Linked DNA regions of Sus scrofa: all the other regions are linked to region 1. The links are chromatin contacts, called in public Hi-C and HiChIP or PLAC-seq maps. All regions are on one chromosome and are shown on one strand. Each heading gives the region's core, a stretch centred on a gene start, on an enhancer-like site or on the middle of the called end of the contact. The rest is flanking DNA. Distances are from core to core; before and after follow the strand shown. Region 1 overlaps PACRG (parkin coregulated gene protein). Region 2 has its middle 250 kb from the start of QKI. Region 3 has its middle 180 kb from the start of QKI.

Evidence for each region. Hi-C and Micro-C count contacts between places; a contact is called where the count stands out from the background. HiChIP or PLAC-seq counts read pairs in DNA pulled down with a chosen protein or histone mark.
Region 2: a Hi-C map of retroperitoneal adipose tissue shows a contact between it and region 1, with 2.1 times the contacts expected there. The contact joins two enhancer-like sites. A contact is called at or near these places in 2 of 47 Hi-C or Micro-C datasets (heart right ventricle and retroperitoneal adipose tissue).
Region 3: a contact with region 1 is called in an H3K27ac HiChIP or PLAC-seq map of alveolar macrophages. The contact joins two enhancer-like sites. A contact is called at or near these places in 1 of 47 Hi-C or Micro-C datasets (embryonic fibroblasts) and 1 of 2 datasets of contacts at active chromatin or transcription factors (alveolar macrophages).

Annotation. Positions count from the first base shown.
Region 1 is chr1:5,087,234-5,091,333 of Sscrofa11.1, forward strand. All of the region lies in intron 4 of PACRG (parkin coregulated gene protein), which reads right to left. Among named protein-coding and RNA genes, the nearest start is that of QKI, 210 kb to the left of the region's middle. Within about 2 kb of position 1,923, at least 15 of the 83 cell types and tissues checked have an H3K27ac peak or open chromatin away from gene starts, as enhancers often do. A contact at or near this core is called in alveolar macrophages and retroperitoneal adipose tissue, where this site is marked.
Region 2 is chr1:4,634,629-4,638,728 of Sscrofa11.1, forward strand. No RefSeq gene overlaps it. Among named protein-coding and RNA genes, the nearest start is that of QKI, 250 kb to the right of the region's middle. Within about 2 kb of position 1,828, at least 6 of the 83 cell types and tissues checked have an H3K27ac peak or open chromatin away from gene starts, as enhancers often do. A contact at or near this core is called in retroperitoneal adipose tissue, where this site is marked.
Region 3 is chr1:4,700,700-4,704,799 of Sscrofa11.1, forward strand. No RefSeq gene overlaps it. Among named protein-coding and RNA genes, the nearest start is that of QKI, 180 kb to the right of the region's middle. Within about 2 kb of position 2,397, at least 1 of the 83 cell types and tissues checked has an H3K27ac peak or open chromatin away from gene starts, as enhancers often do. A contact at or near this core is called in alveolar macrophages, where this site is marked.

The DNA.
Region 1 (4,100 bases), core at 673-3,172:
GCTTTGTAATTCTTTAATAAGGTCTACTGATTAGCTTAAAAACCCTAATGAAAAGAGTGACCCTACAACAGATCTCTTTGGGTACAAATCAAGAAAGGGAAGTTTTCAAGGTTTCTTTTTCTCTCTTTTTTTTTCTCCCTACCCCTTCCAGCTAGGTTGCCTTTTAGACCCACTGCTTCCCCCTGATGGAAGACTTGAAAGGAGGCTTTGGAAGGACACGGGGTGGGGTTCTTAAAATCAGGGGCAGAGGTGCTTCTGTAGACTTCGTGCTTCACTTCCTGCTCGTCTTCCTACCCTGGGCTTTGTCCTAAAACTTCCTACCAGTCGCCAATGACTTCCCTTTGTTTTCAGGGTAAAGTTGATTAGTCAAAAGCAAAGCAGTTTTGACCTCAATCCGCAGACGAGGCCAGCACTTTTTAGCCTCGCCTCCCATGTGCTTCTCTGCACCAGAGCACCGTTCCCTCCCCATCTCCTCCTGCTTCTCCCGAGGGACCCTCTCCCAGAGCTAGGGCCCTACTCAGGGTCCCCTCCACCACGGGAAGTTTGCCTTCTCAGCTTCTGGGTCATTTTCCTGATCTTCGATACCTTCCAACCTCATCCGTTCAACCAGTATTTACGGTTGTGCAATACGGAACACATTGTTTCGCAGCTGTATCTCCTTCTTCTTCTTTTTTTAAAAAATATTATTATCATTTTTTTGGCCTCACCCAAAGCATGCGGAAGTTCCCAGGCCAAGGACTGAACTTGAGCCCCAGCAGTGACAACATCGAACCCTGAACCTCTAGTCACCAGGGAGCTCCCTCATGGCTCTATCTTCTACACAATGAAATCCCAGTGATTCTTCAAGCTATGCTTCCTCCACAGGCTTCCTTCACAGCAAAGGTCCACCAGGACCTCTTTCTTCCCCGGACTCGCAGCCTGTCTACCACTCTGCTCCTGCCTAGCAAAGCTACGCTCCCGTTTGAGCCTGACTTAAAACCTTCCAACAAGACCGTTGTCTGCAAATTACTGCCTCTGAGGCCCTGAAGGAGTTAATCAACGTCTATAAGTTTCAGTTTCCTTGTCAACAAAATAGGGCAATACGTACACCACAAGACTGCTTGTAAAGATAAAGTGAGATAATATTGGTGGAAGTGTTCTCTTTACATAGATAATTATTATTTCATATATGACCATGTTTTAAGCATCATTTTATTAATGTTGTCAGTTAAATAATTTGAAGTTCTTGTCTCCAGTGAAGCCTGCCATATTAGGCTTAAGTAAGAGGCCACATTAAGCAGCAAGAGTTTCTTTTCGGATATATCATGGCTTAAGAGATTAGTTTCAGCAGCTTGGAAATAAGTGGGGATTATGATCATGGTGGAAGGCAATAAGACTCATCCACGGTCCTAACTGGATTGACTTTATAGACAGAACAACATTCCAAAAACCATTCTTGCCTCATGTTTTAACTGAGAACCAGGATAAAGTAAAACTATTAATTTAAGCAAGGCCTAAAATGTTGGGATTTCTTCAGTAACATTATCCTTCCGCTGATTTTGTGACTACAAATTTTCAGAAATTAGTGAAAGCAATGACGTCGCTCGTGGTTGGGAAGCAGTTGGCTCACTAAGAGAAAGGTAGCAGCTATTTCGCAACAGAGCAGGGGAATAAAAAAGGGCCTAGAAAAGCCTGTTGCTTTCAGTGGAAACCATAAGAGGAACTGAGGAGGTTAAGCCCTAAGAATGTATGTAGATAACCGATCTGAGTTGAGATTTGATCAAGAATCATTAAACCTTCCCTAAGAGCACTAAGGCTAAAAGGATGGGAAGGGAACAGGGGCTTTGTTTTAGATCAACAGCAAGGACAGCTCCAACAGCATGCTGGGCCAGCTTGGCCCTGCTTCAGCACCGGCTCCCATCAGCACGTGTTAGTTGGCTGCACCTCCCCAGCCTTGCCAGCCTCCTGTGCACTGGTGACCAGGTGGAACTCAGGTGGTCATGGTGAGCATGGTACTTTGCTTCAGTCAGTGATGAAAAACACATTCATAGTAAATGAGTGGTTCATGGTGAGAAATAAACCAGTGCAGGTTACTGACTACTAATGAAGTGCTGTGGTCTAGTTTGTAAAACAGCAAAAATATGTCTATAGCAAGGGTTGGCTGGAGATGTATGTGTATTTTCTTTTTCCATCACAAGCAAATAACCTCCAGTTCTCCCTCCCCCACACACGTGGAACATTTCCAGGGACACGTCCTTGGGTGGTGGCTGAGGAAGGGGCGGGGGACAGCTGGCATGAGACTCAGAGACTGGGAACAAGTTCACAGTGTTCATCTCTAGGGACCCGCAGAATAATTGAGAATTGCCTCTTTCATCTCCAACCCCTGCTTGCCTTTTTGCTGCCCCTGAGCCTCTGCTGTCCCCAAGTGGCCATCTGGATCACTCAGTCGGCCATTGAGATGCTGTGTGTGTAGATAAAAGTTTGCTGATGCTTCTGTTAACAAGGCTTTATTGTGTACTCTTCATCTAAGCCTAAGTTTACAAAACAGCCTGCGGTGTGGTACTGAGGTAATGGATGGGCAGGTATAAGAGTCAATCTGACCTGGCTTCAAACTCTGGTGCCAGCAGCGAGAAGCAATGTGTAGCAGGATCTTTCAGCCCATCATCTCTGGACCCATCATTCAGCCCAACACCCCTCAGTCCAGCATCTCTCAAGCCAGCGTCCTTAAGCCCAGCATCTCAGCCCTGTCATCTCACCTCAGCCTCTCCTACCCAGGTACCGACACAGGTGACTAAGTGATTTAATGCTGCTTTGACTTCTGGGGAAGGTTGCACAGCCAAGTAGTTAGCCATGCAGATTGTGAAGCAGATATATCTGGACCACACCCTCGCTCTGTTATTTACAACCTGAGTGCCACCCGTTAAATGTTGTAACTGCTTGAGCACCAAATTACTATGTATAAAAATACCAATCCAGCAAAAGACATGCAGCATCTGATGTGGGATCGTGGAGTGCTCACTCTGTGAGAGGCAGAAATTGTTGTTAATAATTTGTGGATACTCTTTGAGATTACAAATCAGATTATTATCTGATTTTCTGCACAATTTCAACCTAAGAAACAGAGCCTGTTGGCCTCTCCATATGCTTGAACAACCAAGTAAGTTGCTCACGAGTATAGAAGAAATTAAACCGCTTCCTCAGAAACTCAATGACATTCCTTAGCAGTATTTTCATGATCTATTTATTACAAGTTATGTAACAACTGATGTGAATTCATTATTTCATATAGGAGTATAAAAGCAAATAGTGTCATTGTGCCTATACAAGAAAATCTTATGAAGGGTCATGATATTTTAATGAATTGACTTGTTGATAAACCCAAGATTTATCAGGTGGAAAGAAGCATTTATCTTCACATGGTTCTCTTTTTTTCAGAAAGTACCAATCAGGTGAATGACTCACTTAAAGCTTTCACTGGGGAAGCAAATATGCCCAGGAAATGGGCAGGTATTCTTGAAGAGAAAGCCTGATTCCTTAATCAGAGACATGGATCAGATGGAAGAACAGGTGAAGAATAAGAGAAGACAGAACAAAACCCAATGTTATGCATGGCTTGGAAAGGAATACAATATTTGAGCTGATAACTGGATAACATAGTGGTATCCAAGTCCATGTCCTCTTAGAAAGACCTCCTGAAGGTAGTACAGCCACCAGATTACTTGGGTGGGTGATTTCAGCTTACTAAGCGCATGCTCAGTGCTCACAGGCATTTCAGGGCAGTGGATCTCGCCCGAGGCTGGCTGGACCTGTCTGGACAGGTTGTCCAGGCTTCCAGGATTTTATTTGTACACGGATGGATAGAAGCAGATGGTGTTTCAGAGCTTCCACTCTGGCCATGGCTAAGATGGTTGGAAGGCACATCTGATGCGGTCCTGCCCTCAGAGAGCTTATAGTCCAGATGGAAACCAGCTGTGAGCATGTGGTGTGCCAGGACAGCTACTGTGTAAGTTTTTGTTTTGGTTTTTGTTTTGTTTTGTTTGTTTTTGTTTTTTGTTAAGAATATGAAATGAGGAGCTTCTTATGTGGCTCAGCTGGTTAAGAACCTGCCTAGGACCCATGAA
Region 2 (4,100 bases), core at 578-3,077, 450 kb before region 1:
ACCCTACCTGGTCATGGTGTATACTTTTTTTGATATGTTGTTGGATTTGGTTGGCTAAGATTTTGTTGAGAATTTTTGCATCTATATTCATCAATGATATTGGGCGATAGTTTTCTTTTTTGGTGGTATCTCTGTCTGGTTTTGGAATGAGGGTGATGGTGGCATCACAGAATGTCTTTGGGAGTATTCCTTCTCTTCAACCTTAAAATTTTATTTAAGTATTGTTTACTTACAATGCTGCTGTACAGCAAAGTAATTATCTATTCTTTTCAGATTCTTTTCCCATATAGGTTACTATAAAATATTAAGCATAGTTTCCTGTGCTATACCGTAGGCCCTTATTTTTTATCTGCTTTATATATAGTAGGGTTTATATCTTAATCCCAAACTCTTCCCTGGATTTTCCCCTTTGGTAACCACAAGTTTGTTTTCTATGTCTATGAGTCTGTTTCTGCTCTGTAAATAAGTTCATTTGTGTCACTTTTTTTTAGATTCTACATATAAGTGGTATCATATGATATTTGTCTTTATCCAGCTTATGATAATGTCTGGGTCCATCCACGTTGCTGCACATGGCATTATTTCATTCCCTTTTTGGCTGATAAATATTCCATTAATGTAAATATACATCTCGATCCATTCATCTGTCATTGGACATTTAGGTTGCTTCTATGTCTTGGCTATAGTAAATAGAGCTGCAGTGAACATTGGGGTGCATGTATCTTTTCAAATTAGAGTTTTCTCTGGATATATGCCCAGGTATGGGCTTGCTGGATCATGTGGTAATTACAGTTTTTGTTTTTTAAGGAACCTCCATACTGTTCTTCATAGTGTCTGCACCAATTTACATTCCCACCAACACTGTGGGAGGATTCCCTTTTCTCCACACCCTTTCCAATATTCATTATTTGTGGACTTTTTGATGGTGGCCATTCCGACTGGTGTGAGCTGATAGAAAGAAAGAAAGAAAGAAAGAAAGAAAGAAAAAAAAAAAAAAAAAAAAAAAAAAAAAAAAAAAAAAAAAAAAAAAAAAAAAAAAAAAAAGAAAGAAAGAAAGAAAGAAAGAAAGAAACTTCCAGTGAGCATAAAATATTTATGTCAGGGAAGACAAAGAGCGATGGCGGCCATGCTAGAAAAGGAAGGGTCAGCCAATGATCCAACTGGGAGGGCAAATCGCAGTTTATGCACCTGGCACAGGTAGGAAGGGCGGAAACTCTGCTCCCCAACACCCCTGTACTGCCTGCTCCGTACGCATTTAAGGGAACCCCGTCTGTGGCCTTAGTTACCTAACATCTCAATGAGTCAACTCTTCAGCAAATATGAGCATCTTTGGAATTTTTTTGTGAAAGACAAGTTTCCCAAACATGCATGCCCCACTGTCCTCCCCAGGCTCCTGGGCTTCCGATATTATCCGAGAGTTCTGGTAGTTTCTCTACGGTTCAGGTCTCAGTCTAGGCTTCAGAAAGGAGAGGAGTAGGTGACACCCTGCACCCAACAGTTAGTCTCAGATACAAAGCCCTGCCCTAGCCTGCAGTGTGCCTCTGCCTTCATGCAAAATGACATTGGAAATCTCATCATACTGAATTGCTCTTTCTAGAAATGAACAAAGAAAGGAATTAGATATTTGAAAGTTCTCCATGCACCGCTTGCACCTCAAAGACCCCCAAACTATTTTTATAAGGCTTATGACAAATCTGAGTGAGGTCAGCCCAACCTGGAAAATCCCTAGGAGCCCTTCAGATGCCTGTTCCTGCTGGGCTTAACTACACACCGCGCATTCCACCCGGTCCTTCGACCTCTGCCCAGACTTCCCACCCCCACGCCCAGCAGTCTTTCCTGTTGGGCCTCTGGAGTTATTCAAGAACCCGAGCACGTAGCAGAGCCATCACGATGCTCTCTCCTCAGCTGGCTTGGCTAATGGCCACTTCCTGCGGTTGTCAAATGAAAAGAGAAAAACTAGCATATCCCCAATGACTTACTGTATCGCTTCCCGTATCTGACTCTCTGGCAGCCGGCATCACTTAACATCACTCATAAATTAAGAGCCTTTTGCGTGGGTGCCGCAGCTGAGCCCTCCACCCCGTTTTGCTGATTATAAGGAAACTTTGCCAGGACTTCCATTATGAATAGTCATTTCCTAAAATGTAGCTCCAACAGCACCGACATCTAATCATGCCTTAAATGAATGAGCAGAGGCTGTACACGCACCCTGGACACCTCTGAGCTCATCCTGAAGATTAAAGGGACGTCTTCAGTGTTCCCCCGGCGCACACAACGCCCACGAAGTCAGCTTCACCTTGACCCCCTCAGCCTTCTCCCTCGCACCCCTCTTGGCCTCCAGCCTCCGGGACATCCCCCACACGCCTCCGCATTTCTAGGCTTGCCCAGTTTCTCCTCCCGCCATGCCCTGGCCTGTGAGAGGAGTCCAAGTGAGCTCCGGCTCTTGCGCTTTGCCGGACTCCTCGGCTGCCCCGTGGTACTGAGGCTGGACCGTTCCATCCGCACCCCTTCAGCCTCCCGCGCAGGTGCCCAGGGTGGTGGGCTACACGGTGCTGATGTTAGCAAACATTCCTTTCCACCCTGACGGATGCTGGGGACCAGGGGAAGACTCTCCTGCTGCCATAAATGTGTGTCTGTCTGTCTTGTACATTTGTTTTGTTTCTTCAGTATAGAATTGTGAGTGGCACTAGAGTTGGAGTCAGATGGCCCAGTTTTCATGCTGGCTTTGCTTTACCCACGGTGTGGCCTCTGCAGCCCTTTGGGGAAGTGTGCTGTGTTTGGGCAAATCCCAGTGTCTCTGACCTGCAGCTTCCCTGTTTGTAAAGTGGGAATAATACCAAAATCCATACTTGCACATTGTCTGAGAGTCGGTGAGACACCGCGTGTGAAAATACAACATGAAAATACATTAGCTGTCCTTGTTGCTAAAAATTGTAAGAAAGGACTAAGCAGCCCAGTTTTAACCAGGACTTCAGTATGTCTGAGCCACATGTCCTTAAACAAGATACTTTATACTTTGGGGTCTTTACAGGACTCCTGGCTTATTCCTAAGTTTGCTGTGAAGATCTAGATGAGAGGATGTGGGGGAGTTCCCACTGTGGCTCAGTGGGTTAGGAGCCCAACTAGTATCCGTGACAATGTAGATTCCATCCCCAGCCTCGCTCAGTGAGTTAAGGATCCGGTGTTGCTCTGAGCTGCGTTGTAGGTCACAGGCGTGACTCAGATCTGGCATGGCTGTGGCTGGGGTGTAGACCAGCAGCTCTATCTCCGATTCAACCACTAGTCTGGGAACTTCCAAATGCCACAGTTGTGGTCCTAAAAAGCAAAATAATAATAATAATAAAAGTAAAAAAAAGTTTAAAAAAGATAAGAAATACATGCCGCAGTACTTGGCAAAAAGTAAGAGCTTAGTAAATGACAACTGCTTTTATTTTACTTCTTATTATTTGAATAGGACACGTAGATAAACGGCTTGGCCAAGAAAAATAAATGAGGTACTATTTTTTATATTTTATGAGTCTCGAAAAGAAAAGATCAGGGAAGCAGGCTTTTCACATTTCCAAAATGACTTTGATTCCAAAATAAAGACCAGCACTTGATAGCTCTGGAGTATTGTCTAGCGATTTGGAAACTCTGGAAAAAAAAAAAATGAGAACAGCTGACACACTACAGCTTAAATATAATCAGTCACTGAAATTGCTCTGCAATTTGTTTCAGTGTTTTTCTGTGGATTTCTTTTTTTAACCATACATGTGTCCTAAATATATAATTATATGGCAGAATATAATAGCTCATTTAGAGTTATTGAGGTCTATTATGTAATCCAATAGGAGCATGGGGCGGGTTTGGAGAAGAGTGATGGTTATTAACTTGGAGGAGTTTCAAATACAAGCCTGGAGAGTTGTTAATAGATGGTCTTCGTATCCGTCTTCTAGTCTTTGCCCGTCTCCCCAGAGACAGATCATTTCCTTGCCCCAAACTAAACTGTTTTAAATTGATGTGATATAGTCATTCAAAAGATCAAAGAAGCTTCCATGTAAAATTTCTTGAGAGCAGGGTATAATTTTGGGTCTGTGTGTGTATGTGTCTCTGTGCGCGTG
Region 3 (4,100 bases), core at 1,147-3,646, 390 kb before region 1:
TTTTCTTTTGAGCTGCACCTGCACCATACAGAAGTTCCCAAGCCAGGAATCAATCCCAGCCATGGCTGCAACCTATGCCACAGCTACGGCAACATCAGTCCTTAACCCGCTGTGCTGGGCTGGGTATCAACCTACGCCACCACATAGATAACACCAGATCCTTAACCCACTGCACTGTAGTGGGAACTCCATAATTTACTAATTTTTTTCTTAAATAGACTGACGCTAAATTTCTTTCTTAGCCTTTATCTTCTTTTCAATGGGTCTAACTAAAAGCAGTTAAAAGTATGGAGTTGCCCATCGTGGCTCAGTGGTTAATGAATCCGACTAGGAACCAATGAGGTTGTGGGTTCAATCCCTGGTCTTGCTCAGTGGGTTAAGGATCCCGCGTTCCCGTGAGCTGTGGTGTAGGCTGGCAGCTACAGCTCCGATTTGACCCCTGGCCTAGGAACCTCCATATGCCACGAGTGTGGCCCTAGAAAAGGCAAAAAGAGAAAGAAAAAAAAAAGTAGATTTGATTCAGATTCAGTATTGTTAGCAATACTGATGCTTGTGTATTTCCGCCTCTTTATTGAGACTGACGAACATGCAGCATTGTATATGTATATAATGTAATGATTTGATATACATATGTATCGCAGAACATGTACCACAATAAAGTTTAACACGTTCATCACATCACATAGTTAACCTTTTCGTGTGTGATGAAAATGTAGGGTCTACCGTCTTAGCAACTTCCAGGTATACAACACCAGTTAACTATAGTCGCCATGCTGTGCTTGCATCCCCGCGGCTTATTCACCTTATAACCAGAAGTTTGCATCCGTTGGCCACCTTCATCCAATTTTCCCACCCCATCCTCCTGCCCTTGGCAACCACCCGTCTACACTGCATATCTATGTTTTGGGATTGTTGTTGTTGTTTTTAAAGATTGCACATATAGGAGTTCCTGTTGTGGCGCCGCAGAAATGAATCCGACGAGGAACCGTGAGGTTGCAGGTTCAATCCCTGGCCTCGCTCAGTGGGTTAAGGATCTAGTGTTGCCTCCAGCTGTGGTGTAGGTCGCAGACACAGCTTCGATCCCGAGTTGCTATGGCTGTGGCATAGGCTGGCGTCTACAGCTCCGATTAGACCCCTAGCCTGGGAATCTCCATATACCGTGGGTGCAGCCCTCAAAAAAGACAAAAGACAAAAAAAAAAAAAAGATTGGGCATATAAGTGAGAGCATGCAATATTTTATTTCTCTGACTTAGTTCACTTAACATAATACTTTCAAGATGCATCCGTGTTGTAGCAAATGGCGGGATTTCCTTCTTTCTCGTGGCTGAAGATTATTCCATTGTATGTAGAGTAGATACTGTTTCTTCTTTATCCAGTCATTGTCAAGGGACACTTCATATTTCGGCTCTTATGACTGATGCTACAGTGAACTTGAGGATGCGGCTATCTATCTCTTTAAGACGGAGGTTTCATTTTCTTCGGATGTCATTATGGTGGTTTTATTCTTAATTTTTTGAGGAACCTCCGCACGGTTTCCTACGGTAGCTGCACCAGTTTACATTCCCACCAACAGTGTGCAAGGCTTCCCTTTCATCCTCCCCAGCATTTGTTATCTCTTGCCTTTTTGATGCTAGCCGTCCTAACAGGTGTAGGGTGATGTCTCATTGTGGTTCTGGCGCATGTCCCTGATGATTAGTGATGCTGAGCAACTTTTCATGGACACGTTGGCCATCTGTATTTCTTGGGAAAAATGCCTATTCCATTCCTTTGCCCACGTTTTAATTGGATTATTTGGGGGGGGGGTTGCTGTTGAGCTGTATGACTTCCTTATGTATTTCGGATATTAACTCTTATCAGATGTATGATTTGCAAATATTTTCTTTGATTCAGTAGGTTGCCTTTTAATTTTGTTGATGTTTTCCTTTGCTGTTTAGAAGCTTTGTCATTTGATACAGTCCGACCTGTTTATTTTTGCTTTATAGCTTGTGCTTTTGGTGTCATATCCAAAAAAATCACTGCCAAAACCAATGTCAGGAAGCTTTTCCCTACATTTTATTCAAGGAGTTTTATGGCTTCAGGTCTTACATTTAAGTCTTTAATCAATTTCAAGTTAATTTTGTGAGTTGTATGATCTTCTTTATTAGAAACATAAGAGAAAAAAGGAACCATAGGAGTTCCCACTGTAGTGCAGTGGATTAAGAATCAGACTGCAGTGGCTCAGATCACTGCAGAGGTGCAGGCTTGATCCCTAGCCTGGCACAGTGTGTTAAATGACCCAGCATTCCCATCTGCAGCTGTGGTGTAGGTGGCAGCTGTGACTCAGATTCAATCCCTGGCCTGGGACCTTCCGTATGTGGCAGATGTGGCCATTAAAAAGAAAAGAAAAAAAAAAGGAACTACGTAGATAGACATTACATATGCTGTTAGATGCCAGTATTAAATAACTGAGCAGCCTTGACCTACACGAGCCAAGAAGCAACTTCACACCAGAAAGTTCATTCTGAACTTTCAACCTTGTCACTTTCACCAAGCCAGTTCTCTCTGCCCATGTAAGGAGTGCCCAGGCATGGGTCTACCTCTCCACCCCTTCCTTCATTACTCATCCTGTTTCTTACCTTCTTCCCCAGCCCATCCACCGACTGTTGTCCTCCTCCTTCCCTTCTGTTGGGTCACCTGGGTCCCCATTCCACTGCAGGCCACCTCTCTATATCAGGATGGCAACTAGATCTTCAACTGGCATGTCGGCTCTAGTGGGTGACTGGAGCACCATACGAGGATTCTGATGTCCTGCCAGAATTCCATGGGGAAGATGCCATTGCAGTCACACATGCAGTCCTATGATGCCCATAAACTAGAATTGGTTCATTGGTGCCCTCCACGAGAATACAGTCAGTCTCAAGTGTGAGAGAAAGATAAGAGGAAGGAAAGGAAATGTTATTCTTAAAACCCTTTAGGAATTAAAGAAAAGAAGAAAGCTCACATAGTAACCTTAATCTAGGTTCCAGAAAATTTGAATTTCAAGAGGATAAAAATAGGTATTATGTCTAATTTCAGCTCATTTCTCTCCAAGGGAGTCTCTCTCTCTCTCTCTCTCGAAGAATTTTATTTTAGGTGTTGCTTTTTTTCTCAAAACTATCTTTAAAAGTTATCTGGCTTCCTTAAGTATCTTCCCAGCACCTAGCAATGGCAGGCATTGTATGAAGCCTCTGACTGTCAGGTTGATAGACTGTTCAATGAACACCAGATCAGGAGGGGAAAGAAAAAAAAAAGATTTTGAGTCTATAATGAAGAGAGAGTAGCAGGCTTCTGTTCTAAAAAGACAGCACCTCGGGAGTGTTTTAAGAATGAAAATCCCCATCTATGTCCTCACTTGCTTTTCTGTTCCCAACAAGGGAACTGAAACTCGGACTTGAGAAATAAAATCAAATTTTGAAATGATTTCTTATGAAATAACTTTGCCTGCCCAGACACATGAACAGATTGACTCGCTTAAACTCTTCCTTGAAAATTGCTGTTTCCATTTCTGCCTCCTCTTTCTCTGCCTCCTCTTCTTCTACTTCTCCTTTATGATTTTATGTCAAATATTGTTTTATCTTTAAAAGTTGCTTGTTTACACAAACACACAATTTGCAAAAATATACCAATGCTTGTTTTTTTTTTTTTTTTTTTTTTTTTTTTCCTTTCCCTGACCTTTCTCTTTTCCCTCCTTGGTAGACAGAAAAATGTGTCCTCCCAAAGATGTCCACATCTTAAACCCCCCAAACTTGCATGTTACCTTACATGACAAAAAGGACTTTGAAAGGGTGATCAATTAAGGACCTTGAGATGGGGAGACTTTTGGATTATCCAAGAGGGCATAGTGTAATCACCAGGATCTTTGTAAGAAAGAGGCAAGAGGGTCAGTGTCAGAGAGAAAATGTGACGATGGAAGGAAGTTAGAGAAGAAAGAAGTTGCGCTTCTGGCTTTGCAGGTGGAGGGAGGCCATGAACCAAGACATGTCGGCCACCTGCACATGATAGAAAAATCAAGGACATGAATTCTTTTCCCGGAGCTACAGACTGAGAGTAGGCATGTGGTCTGCCTTCCAGGTTCCTGCAGG